2 separate regions of the Mus musculus genome follow, and region 1 is linked to region 2. A link is a contact called in public promoter capture Hi-C data. All regions are on one chromosome and are shown on one strand. The core of a region is the stretch at or near the end of the contact, and the rest is flanking DNA. Distances in the headings are between cores, read along the strand shown. Region 1 overlaps Ncapg (non-SMC condensin I complex, subunit G). Region 2 holds the start of Cc2d2a (coiled-coil and C2 domain containing 2A).

The links. Promoter capture Hi-C pulls out the DNA fragments that hold promoters and counts their contacts.
Region 1: a promoter capture Hi-C map of embryonic stem cells shows a contact between it and region 2, with 4 times the contacts expected there. The contact joins the enhancer-like site here to the promoter of Cc2d2a in region 2. A contact is called at or near these places in 2 of 39 promoter capture datasets (the 3T3-L1 cell line and embryonic stem cells) and 1 of 115 datasets of contacts at active chromatin or transcription factors (astrocytes).

Annotation. Positions count from the first base shown.
Region 1 is chr5:45,686,467-45,691,026 of GRCm38.p6, forward strand. It overlaps Ncapg (non-SMC condensin I complex, subunit G), which reads left to right. Exons shown (of 21, transcript NM_019438.1): 12 at 846-956; 13 at 2,095-2,214. Among named protein-coding and RNA genes, the nearest start is that of Ncapg, 19 kb to the left of the region's middle. Within about 2 kb of position 2,590, at least 33 of the 459 cell types and tissues checked have an H3K27ac peak or open chromatin away from gene starts, as enhancers often do.
Region 2 is chr5:43,659,055-43,663,898 of GRCm38.p6, forward strand. It overlaps Cc2d2a (coiled-coil and C2 domain containing 2A), which reads left to right and starts at 3,325. Exons shown (of 38, transcript NM_001359906.1): 1 at 3,325-3,505.

The DNA.
Region 1 (4,560 bases), core at 1,340-3,839, 2.0 Mb after region 2:
ACAGTTTACGAGTTAGAAGCTTAGTAATGGGTTAGTTCCATTTTGTATGTGTTGAGTTTGAGGAGCCTGTGAAACATTGAAGAAGTATGTTATATTAATTGATTAGAAGTTGAAAATTTGAAAATAACTAGGTATTATGTAACAAAACTTTTCCTGGAGAGACTCAATGTACACATCTACTCACCCCAGATAGTGATTCCATGATAGACTGAAGTGTGGATACACCAAAGACCACCTTAGTTAACCAATGATTCTTATTGGGGTTACCTACAGAAATATGAGTGAAGGGTTATTTATAGGAGCAGAAGTGAGTGACTCAAAGGGTAGCTACATTACCAAAAGCCACCTCAGTGAGGGTGACAGCTCATAAAGCTGAGAACGTGGAGCACATTTTAGTCTGCAGGTAGCATGTTGGAGAGAGTTTGTTCCAGGTGCCTCAGTTGGTCTAAACCTCTAACAGGCAACTCAACTGGTTTCTGCTTCTTAGAGGCAGCTGTTGTTAGTCTTCTTTGCAGGTGCCTTGTTTGAAAGTCTTTTCAGCTCTTGCTACTTACTTTGGCAAGGGGAGGGGCCTAGTGAATCTGGTCAATTTCAGATACTTCTTCAATCTGTTTTGAGTTGTTTAACAATCCTGATTAAAGCTTCCTTTTAGAATGAAATATTTCAACCTAGGAGGAAACTGTTACACAAAACTGGGCCAGCTCAGTTGAAAATGAAAAATAGAGTTCATGGTTGGATAAGGTTCCCAAAGGAACAAAGAGTAACAATCTGCCACAGAAAAAGTCTCAAGAGAGCAATTGTTTAAGGGATATTCTTACTAACGATGGATATGTCTTTTATTTTAGAACGATGCGGAAACATTACAGAAGTGTCTTGTTTTGTGTTACGAATTGTTGAAACAGATGTCCACTTCAACTGGAATCACTGCAACCATGAATGGGATCATTGAATCTTTGGTACACTGCTGGCCTTTGAGACCCTATACTCCTCTACCTTATTATATAATAATGTTCATATTAATTAGTAATTTAAAAATTAATAATTAAAAGACTACCATTTTAAACATCAGATAAATACAGTGAACTATGTATATCCATAGTGACTACTTCATAATATGAAGAATAATTGAAATAATACATTTTTAAAAAGCCACTTGTTTATTGAATGCATATTATCTAGGAAATGCTTGAAATAAAGTATACATAAAATACAAAACTACAGATAGCCATTCTGGATCTTCTGCTCAAGTGAGGGAAATATTGTTAAAAAATAGATACTATATATATTATCCACTTATATGTGTGTAATATAACAAAAATGAGGCCTTTAGTGGGGGTAAGAGGGTCATGCCATGGGAGGGAGGGGACATGAAAGTGGTTGAAGGGAGCAAAGGGAAGTGGAAAAAATGATGTAATTAAAGTATAAAAATTAGTTACTTATGCTATTGATATTGGTTATGAAGATTTATATGGTCATGGGTGAGCTTAATAATTGCAGGTTTGACCTATTCATGGAAAACGGTCCTGCTATGATATTTATAAGATAATATGTGAAAAAGAGGGAATAAGACTTACAACTGTAGTTACTAAAACAATGTGTAAGTGTTAAAAACTTACATCGATACATGCAGTTTTAGAATTTCTATTTCTATTCTCCCATCTCTAAGTGTAGTTTTAAAGATGGGAGGATATAAATTTATCCCACTACTAATTTTTATTATTTACAGTCTATAGTAATATTTTGAGTATATAAGATAAAGTAGGCATCAAAATCAGAACAGCTGAGCAGTGCTAAAAACAAAGTGACGCATGGTCTGCAGCGAGACTGCTGAGGTATTTATTATGTCTCAGCATTGAGAAGCCTTTGGAGTGTTACATACTGATAGGAAGGAAAATTGCTCTGCCTAGGTTCTATTTTTCAACTTTATAGTTACCCCTTTCATTTTTGTTCAAACTGGGGAAACTTTGTTAATAGTGTAGAAATGAAATACCCTTGCAAAATCATATGGAAATCATCATTTTGACCATGATTTTAATATGGCATTGTAAATTTCTTGCCTTGGTTAAAATTATTTTAATTTTTACTTTGTTGTAGATTCTTCCTGGAATAATAAGTGTTCATCCTATAGTAAGAAACTTGGCTGTTTTGTGTTTGGGATGCTGTGGACTACAGAATCGGGATTTTGCCAGTAAACACTTTATGCTGTTCTTACAGGTAGGATTTATTTTATGACTCTGTGTCTATTTCTTGACATGCTCTGCATCTCTGGGGATACGTTAAAATTCTAGGTGTGTTCAGATGCCTAATTGATGATCGTGGATAATCTTTAGGGCTTCAATTTTTATCTTGATAGTTTATAAAAATGTCTATTTCATAGAGTCATGTAGCTTATATGAGTGCATACTATGTGCTATCACTGTTCTTGGCTTAGGAGAAATGTAGTAGGAAAAGGACAAGGAGAACCAACCTGAATTTGTGCTGTTGGAGCTTGTTTTCCTGAAGGGGAAACAAGCCGGATGTATCTGTTATGCCAGCTAAGCATAGACAGAGCACAGTAGCAGCAGCCATGGGAGTGAGATGAGGCACAGTGGCTGTGCCCGTGATGCTGGCCTGAGTCTTACTTTGAATTACATTTTTCTAATTCAGACTCGTAGAGGAAAGTTAGAAAGAGTAGTCCTTATAAATACTTGAAAGAATACGGTCTTTTCTCTTTCTTTCTTTCAAAGATTTTATTTTTTTAGGTCTGCTGTGTGTGTGTAGGTACTCATGGAAGCCCAAAGAGGGCATTGAGTCACCCACACTGGGATCATAGGTCACAGACACATATGCCTGACACAGATGTTCATGTGAACTGAGCTCGTGTCCTTCGCAAGAGCATAACTACTCTTAACTGCTGAGTCATCTCTCCAGCTCAGACAGTTTGTTTCTTAGGAAAGAGAATAGAGGAGAGAGGTCTTAGGGGTAGGACTTTACTGTTTGAGGAACAAGAGGACATATGGCTAGGAAAATAAGCCAAATGCAGTCTAACAGGAGAAAGACTGTGGGATGTCTGTGTGCTCCAAGAACTTACGCTGTAAAAATGCAGATTTCCATTATGAATGAGTCAGGGAAGAAACTGTTGGTTTGTTTTTACTCTTTTGTCCCAACCCACCCACTGCATACCATTTTACCTCTTAAAGCCTCTGTTCTGTTTTGATTTCATGTGTCCTATTATTCTCCTAACCCTTTCTTTTTCTTTCTTGGGCATAGCCCTGGCCCACTTATATACCTACATATAAATACTGTTAACTTGGGATATGAAAGTCTAATAACTTACCTAGGTTAAATCAGTTGTTGGATCTGGCCTTTTTTTTTTTTTAAAGTTAAAAGTATTTGAATGATAGCAGATTCAAGGGCAGAAAACCTGAAGTTTGCCTATATTTTATATGTTACTTTGAAGTATAATTTTTAATTTTTAGATATTTTTTATTTATTGTTTAGCTTTTTAAAAAGTTATACAACAGGGTCTATGATCAAAAGAAGATAACTACTAAATGGATTCAATCTTGTAATCTTTATAAAGGTTTTTAAAAATTATTTGTTTTTGATATTTTGAGACAAGGTTTCTCTATGTAGCCTTGGCTATCCTGGACCTTGCTTTATAGAATAGGCTGGCCTCAAATTCAGACCCTCTGAATACCTTATTGAATACCTCTGTTCCCAGAGTGCTGGCATTAAGGATATGTGCCACCATGCACAGCTCTATAAAAGGTTTTGTTTTTTTGGTTTTTTGTTTTTTTTTAATTTTAAATAAGCATTCTCAGGGCTCTATTGGAAGGTTTTTTTTGTTTGTTTGTTTTTATTTTGGAATAAAAAATATCAAACTGTTAGTAATAAAAATTGATATAATGTATAAAGGTCTGTTAGAAAGGCAGAAGAGGGGAATTAATTTGTTTTAAAATCTCATTAGGATTGAATATTGGTAGCTATTGCTGCATGTAAAGGTTAATGAGAGTATGAAGGAAACAGTTGATGCTGAGCTAGTAGCATATTTGGAGTTTCCAGAGCCATCGTAACAGCATGTAAAGAGAATTTGGTTTTGGCAGATTTACAGGGCTCATTCTCAAAGCATGGAGTGGATATGTTCTTGACATATTCTTCAAAGTTTTTAGAATAAATAATTTTTCTAATTATAATAATTTGACCAATATAGAAGTGATCTTTGTTTATTTTAAAGGCCAAGTTACATTGTATAATATAGTTAATCTTTCATAGTAGAATGCCTCTGCCCCCATGGTTTTGGAATTTGTTGTGTAGTTTTTAACTCAAGATAGATTTAAACTATTTGTGTGCATATACAGAGATCTATGTTGGATATCTTTCTCAGTCTCTCTTCTAACTCTGACAAGGACCTCTCACTGAACCAGGACCTCCTGGATTTGGTTAGGTTAGTCGGCTAATGAATTTCAGGGATCCACGTGTCTCTGTGCCCCCAGTTCTTTGGTATCATTGTGCACTGCTATGCACCTAGCTTCCTGTGTGGTTGCTGTTTATCTGAAATGAGGTCTTCCTGCCTATGTT
Region 2 (4,844 bases), core at 2,075-4,574:
AACTGAACTACCAATTTCCAGACAACACAGATGGGAGTTGCCCCAAATAACCTTTCTAAATAGATCCACTTCCCTTACCCACCCACCCCCGCCCCCGTATCCTTTCTTTTCCACTACCTCTGATGGGTGGTGGGCTACAAGGGAGGTTAAAGTGATTAAGATCCATCATTAAAAATAGGTGTTGAGGCTGGGCTTGGTGGTGCACGCCTTTAATCTCAGCACTTGGGAGGCAGAGGCAGGCGGATTTCTGAGTTTGAGGCCAGCCTGGTCTACAAAGTGAGTTCTAGGACAGCCAGAGCTATACAAAGAAACCCTGTCTCAAAACAAACAAACAAACAAACAACAAAAAAAAATAGGTGTTGAAAAAAATTGAAGTTACATCCTCTTGTTGAAACAAGTCCTGAACTGTTTACCTCAGTTTGGGGGTGGGGGGTGTTGGGGGTGGAGTAGGTGGGTATTGTTGTTTTGGGGTTGGTTGGTTTGTTTACGGCTGGTGCAGAAATGTTAACTTCTAGGCCCCATTTCTTATAATGTTAAGTTTTATTCTGAAAATGCATTTTCTTTTATTTGTTTAATTCAGCACCACAGAGACAGCTTGAGGAGAAGTGAAGGTATGAGCCTCGATGCTTACGTTCTATTGAGAAGCTTAGGAAGGGACCCAGTGACTGTCCAGAGACATATCCAGCTGCACTGAACATTCTGGTTCAATGTCACTGTGAAAGAGCACCCCTAGTCTCTTCTGGGCAACAGAAGAAGGGGTGCGAGAGCAGAAAGCACCCTTCTGGCTGCCAAGAATACCAGATGGTCTAAGAATCCATCCCCTCCTTACATAAATGCCCAGTCTTCCTGCAACTTTTGCCCCCTCCCCCCAATCCTCCTCCTCTCTTTCTGCTTTCTCAGAGTCTGATTGGGGCTACTGTAACAAAGTATCACATACCAGGGGACTTGAAACAACCAGCATCTCCTTGCTTCACAATTCTATAAGCAGGTCCCAAATCTGTACTAACTGGGTTCGTTCCTTGTGAGAGCTGAAGGAGAATCTGTCCTATAATGATGGAGTAGCTATTGGCAGCCCCAGAGTGATCACCTTGTGATTTCTCATTCACTTTCTGTTACAAATGTCTATCTCTGTGTCCCAGCATCCTCCTCTTGTTTGCCATGGGTTGAGTTCCACCCTAATGACCCCACTTTAACTCCATTACCTCCATGTCTTAGTCAGCATTACTATACCTGTGATGAAGCAACTTGGGGACAAAAGAGTTTATTTGACTTACACTTCCATATCCCTGTTCACCAATGAAGGAAGTTGGGGCAGGAACTCAAACAATGCAGGAACCTGGAGGCAGGAGCTGATGCAGACACCATGGAGGGTGTTGCTTATTGGCTTGCTCTTCCTGGCTTGCTTGGCCTGCTTTCTTATAGGTTCCAGGACTACCAGCCTAGAAATGCCACAACCCACAATGGTCTGGGCCTTCCCACATCAATCAGTCATTAAGGAAATGTCTTACGGGCTTTTCTACAGCCTAACCTTATAGAGGCATTTTCTCAATTACGGTTCACTTCATTCCAATGACTCTAGGTTGTGTCAAGTTGACATAAGACTGACCAGCACACACTGTAAGGACCCTACCTCTAATAATGTCAGGTTCTGTGGTACTGGGAGTGAAGATGTCAATATGTTATGAAGACCATATTAGTACCTCAATCTGATATCTTCCTTCTCCCCATCACACACACCACACAAACATGTTGGCTCATGTGTACACTGTACACACATATGTTAAAAAGTGAACTCTGGGTTCTCTGGTACGGTGAGACATGAAGACACAGACATGGCTGTCTTGTAGAAAGGTTATTCACACAGATCCTTCAAAGCAGGAAATGTCTTATAATTCTATAACAGAATATCACAATGGATATAAATTTGTTTCTTGGGCTGGGAAAAAAATGACTCAATCAATAAGATACTGGCCCAGAATAAATACTGAGCTCAGGTCTCCAGCACCCACATAAAAAGCCAAGTGGCTACAGGCATCTATATTCCCAGCACTGGGGATACAAAGACAGACCAATCAACCAAACACAATCAGCAGCAGTCTCCAAAAACAGCATTCTCCAAACATCAGGCTCCAAAAGAGACCCTTTACTGGGGTTTTCCCTGGAAGGAAGGTTGTGGCATGGTAAGTGTGCTGGTGGGTTTAGAATTAAATAATTTGACTTGTTTCAGAATATTCTGGATCATAGACATGCTCCCTAAGCACCTGCCTCCAGAGTGACTTAGAGCAGAGGGGTACTTCTTGGTGATTGCAGTAGATGGAGATGCCAGCTTGGGGTCAGTTAGTACGTATCAAAGAGAATATATGCATTTCCTTGGAGTCATTTATTGTCTCTAGGAATTAGTTAGCTTCAGAGATCTATCTAAGACCCATGCAGTGAATGCCAGAGCTTTAGGGATACAGAAAATAGGGGCTGGGAGATAGTTCTATTAGTAAAGGGCTTTTCATCACACAAGCATGAGGACCTGGCTTTGAAGGTGGCTAACACTCAGCATGGTGGCCCACGTTTGTTCTATCAGCACCAGACAAGCTAAGACAAGCAGGGATCTGGAGTTAGGCAGGCAGCCTAGCCTAATCACCAAATGCCAGCTTCCAGTCAGAGGTCTTGTCTAAGAAACAAAATGGCAGGCTTCTGAGGAACAACACTTGGGGTTAGGAGGCCGCGGTCTGTGGAGTTCCTTGATCTGTGGTTGTCTTTGGCCTGTAGAGTCTGAGTCTGCTTACTACTGTTCTCACTACTTGGCCTTTTCTCCTGGTTTCTTGCCTTTTTTTTTTTTTTTTTTTTTTTTTTTGAGCCATCTTGTCTGTATCCCTGCTGGGCCGCTGGGTCATTTGTAGTGAAGAGTTGAAGAAACAGAGGTTAGGCGTGTGCGGTCCAGCTTCTGTGCACAGCCAGCCAACATCCCTAATGCAACACACGCTGGAGCTCTGATAGCTCTGATGCCCGGCCACATAGTCTTTGCTACTGCTTACTAGGCAGCTCCACACAACATGGCCCCTCCTGATTCTAAACCACTCTACTTATCAACACCTTCTGTCCTTGACCCAACAGGCCATGCAACCCAGAGACATAAGGCAGGACACCCTGCTGAGAGCCTGAGTCCTCTCTGCTAGGCTGCCCAGTTGCTTTCCCTTTGTCTCTCTTCAGCACGTTATTTTTCCACTGCTTGCCCAGCAAGCTCATATTCCAAGTCTTAAAAGTAAACTGCCACTTTAAAAAAAAAAAGCGGCCGCCTAGTGACCTTCCCTGGGAACTGGTTGCTAAGCTGGTGTTTTTTTTTAAACCCTGAGATATGGCTGCAGCTTCCCAGGGAGTAACCTCTCTTACCCCAGCCCACCCTTTCGCTCATTTCTAAAAGGTTCTCTGGCTTGACACAACTGGTCTCTCATCTCATCCCTTCAGCCCAGCAAGTGGAATCTGCAAACTTCGTTTTGTAGAGTGGACGAAGGTAAATCAGTCTTTAACAGAGACAGGCTGCAGTGTCCTGCTTTCCTCTCCTTTCCGTTCCGGCAGAGAAACCAGCCCCTCCCTGGTGCAGTGAGAGTGGAATGAATGCTTTGTAACGTTAGGGACTCTCATCTTGCTAACATTAGAGACCCTTCATCTTGCTTGCAGTTTCACTCTCTCAATGCAAAGTGGGGGCACTGCAGGGACAGCTCTGATTTCAGCTGCTGTCTGGCTTGCAGGGGAAAAGCAAACCGGTTCACAGAGAGCCTCTCTGGTCAGTGTGCTGCTAAGCACTAGCTGCGTGTTGCTTTCGGGCCTTTAGTTTAAACTGCTCCGGGGAAGGGGAGGGCGGGCCGGAGGGAGTACTCTCCGTGTGGCGAGCTCCACTTTTCTTGTTATTGGACAAAGAGCTCTGAACCGCAGGGCTGAGGTCTGCCAAGCTTTCAGAAGTCTACTGGCCATCAGCTCAGCTGTTTTCATTTTAGGTGCTATGAAATGCTAGGTGCTATGAAATGCTAATAAAATCTAATGAGAAATACATGTCTGCTATTGCATTTTATATAACATTTCTGCAAATAAGTGTAACGACAGCATGCTTTGTATAGAGGGGAACTGTATATGGATAGAGAAAATATGTGCATATATGTATACATAGAGATAGAGAGATATGCACATATATAAACATAGATCAATCTGTATATAGATAGTTGGCCTAGAGTTCACTTACAGAGTCATTTATTCAAGTTTTTAGTGAGCATCAATGATGCAGCAGATGAAGAACTCAAGTTTACAGTGTACAAAACCAACTTAGACCAGGTCCAGTGGTGAGACTTTGCTGGGGAAGCAGATGTAGAAACAGATAATGAGATCAGTGACAAAACAGACTTGTAAAAAGGTCTAAAGAGCTTGGCCCACAGCGGGACTCCTGCCATAGAGGTGCTTCCAGCACCCCCTGTGCAGCTGAGCAATCCCATGAGCAGAGCCTGGGTGCTGACCTGGCCTCATCAAGTGAAAGGTGTCCCGTCCATCTGATTAAATGACCACACACAGCTGTGTCACTCACCTGGTACCCTAGAAGCTGGGGCTAGAGTAACTTGCTGCTACATAATTAATCATTAAAAAGGCACAGGATGGCTCCTGAGAGTTCACAACTTTGAGCGGGCCCTCCCACTCGAAAGGAAAAGCCTCGTCTCTGAAGAGAGAAAGTGAGCATGCGTGGAGGGGAGGAGGTTCCAGCAACATTTTAAACAGACGAGGGAAAACAAGTGTCCTGGTCCTGGCTGGAGGAAGGGGAGAAGAGACTTGTGTATGGCTGTCAGGGATGGGTGACAAAAACTAAA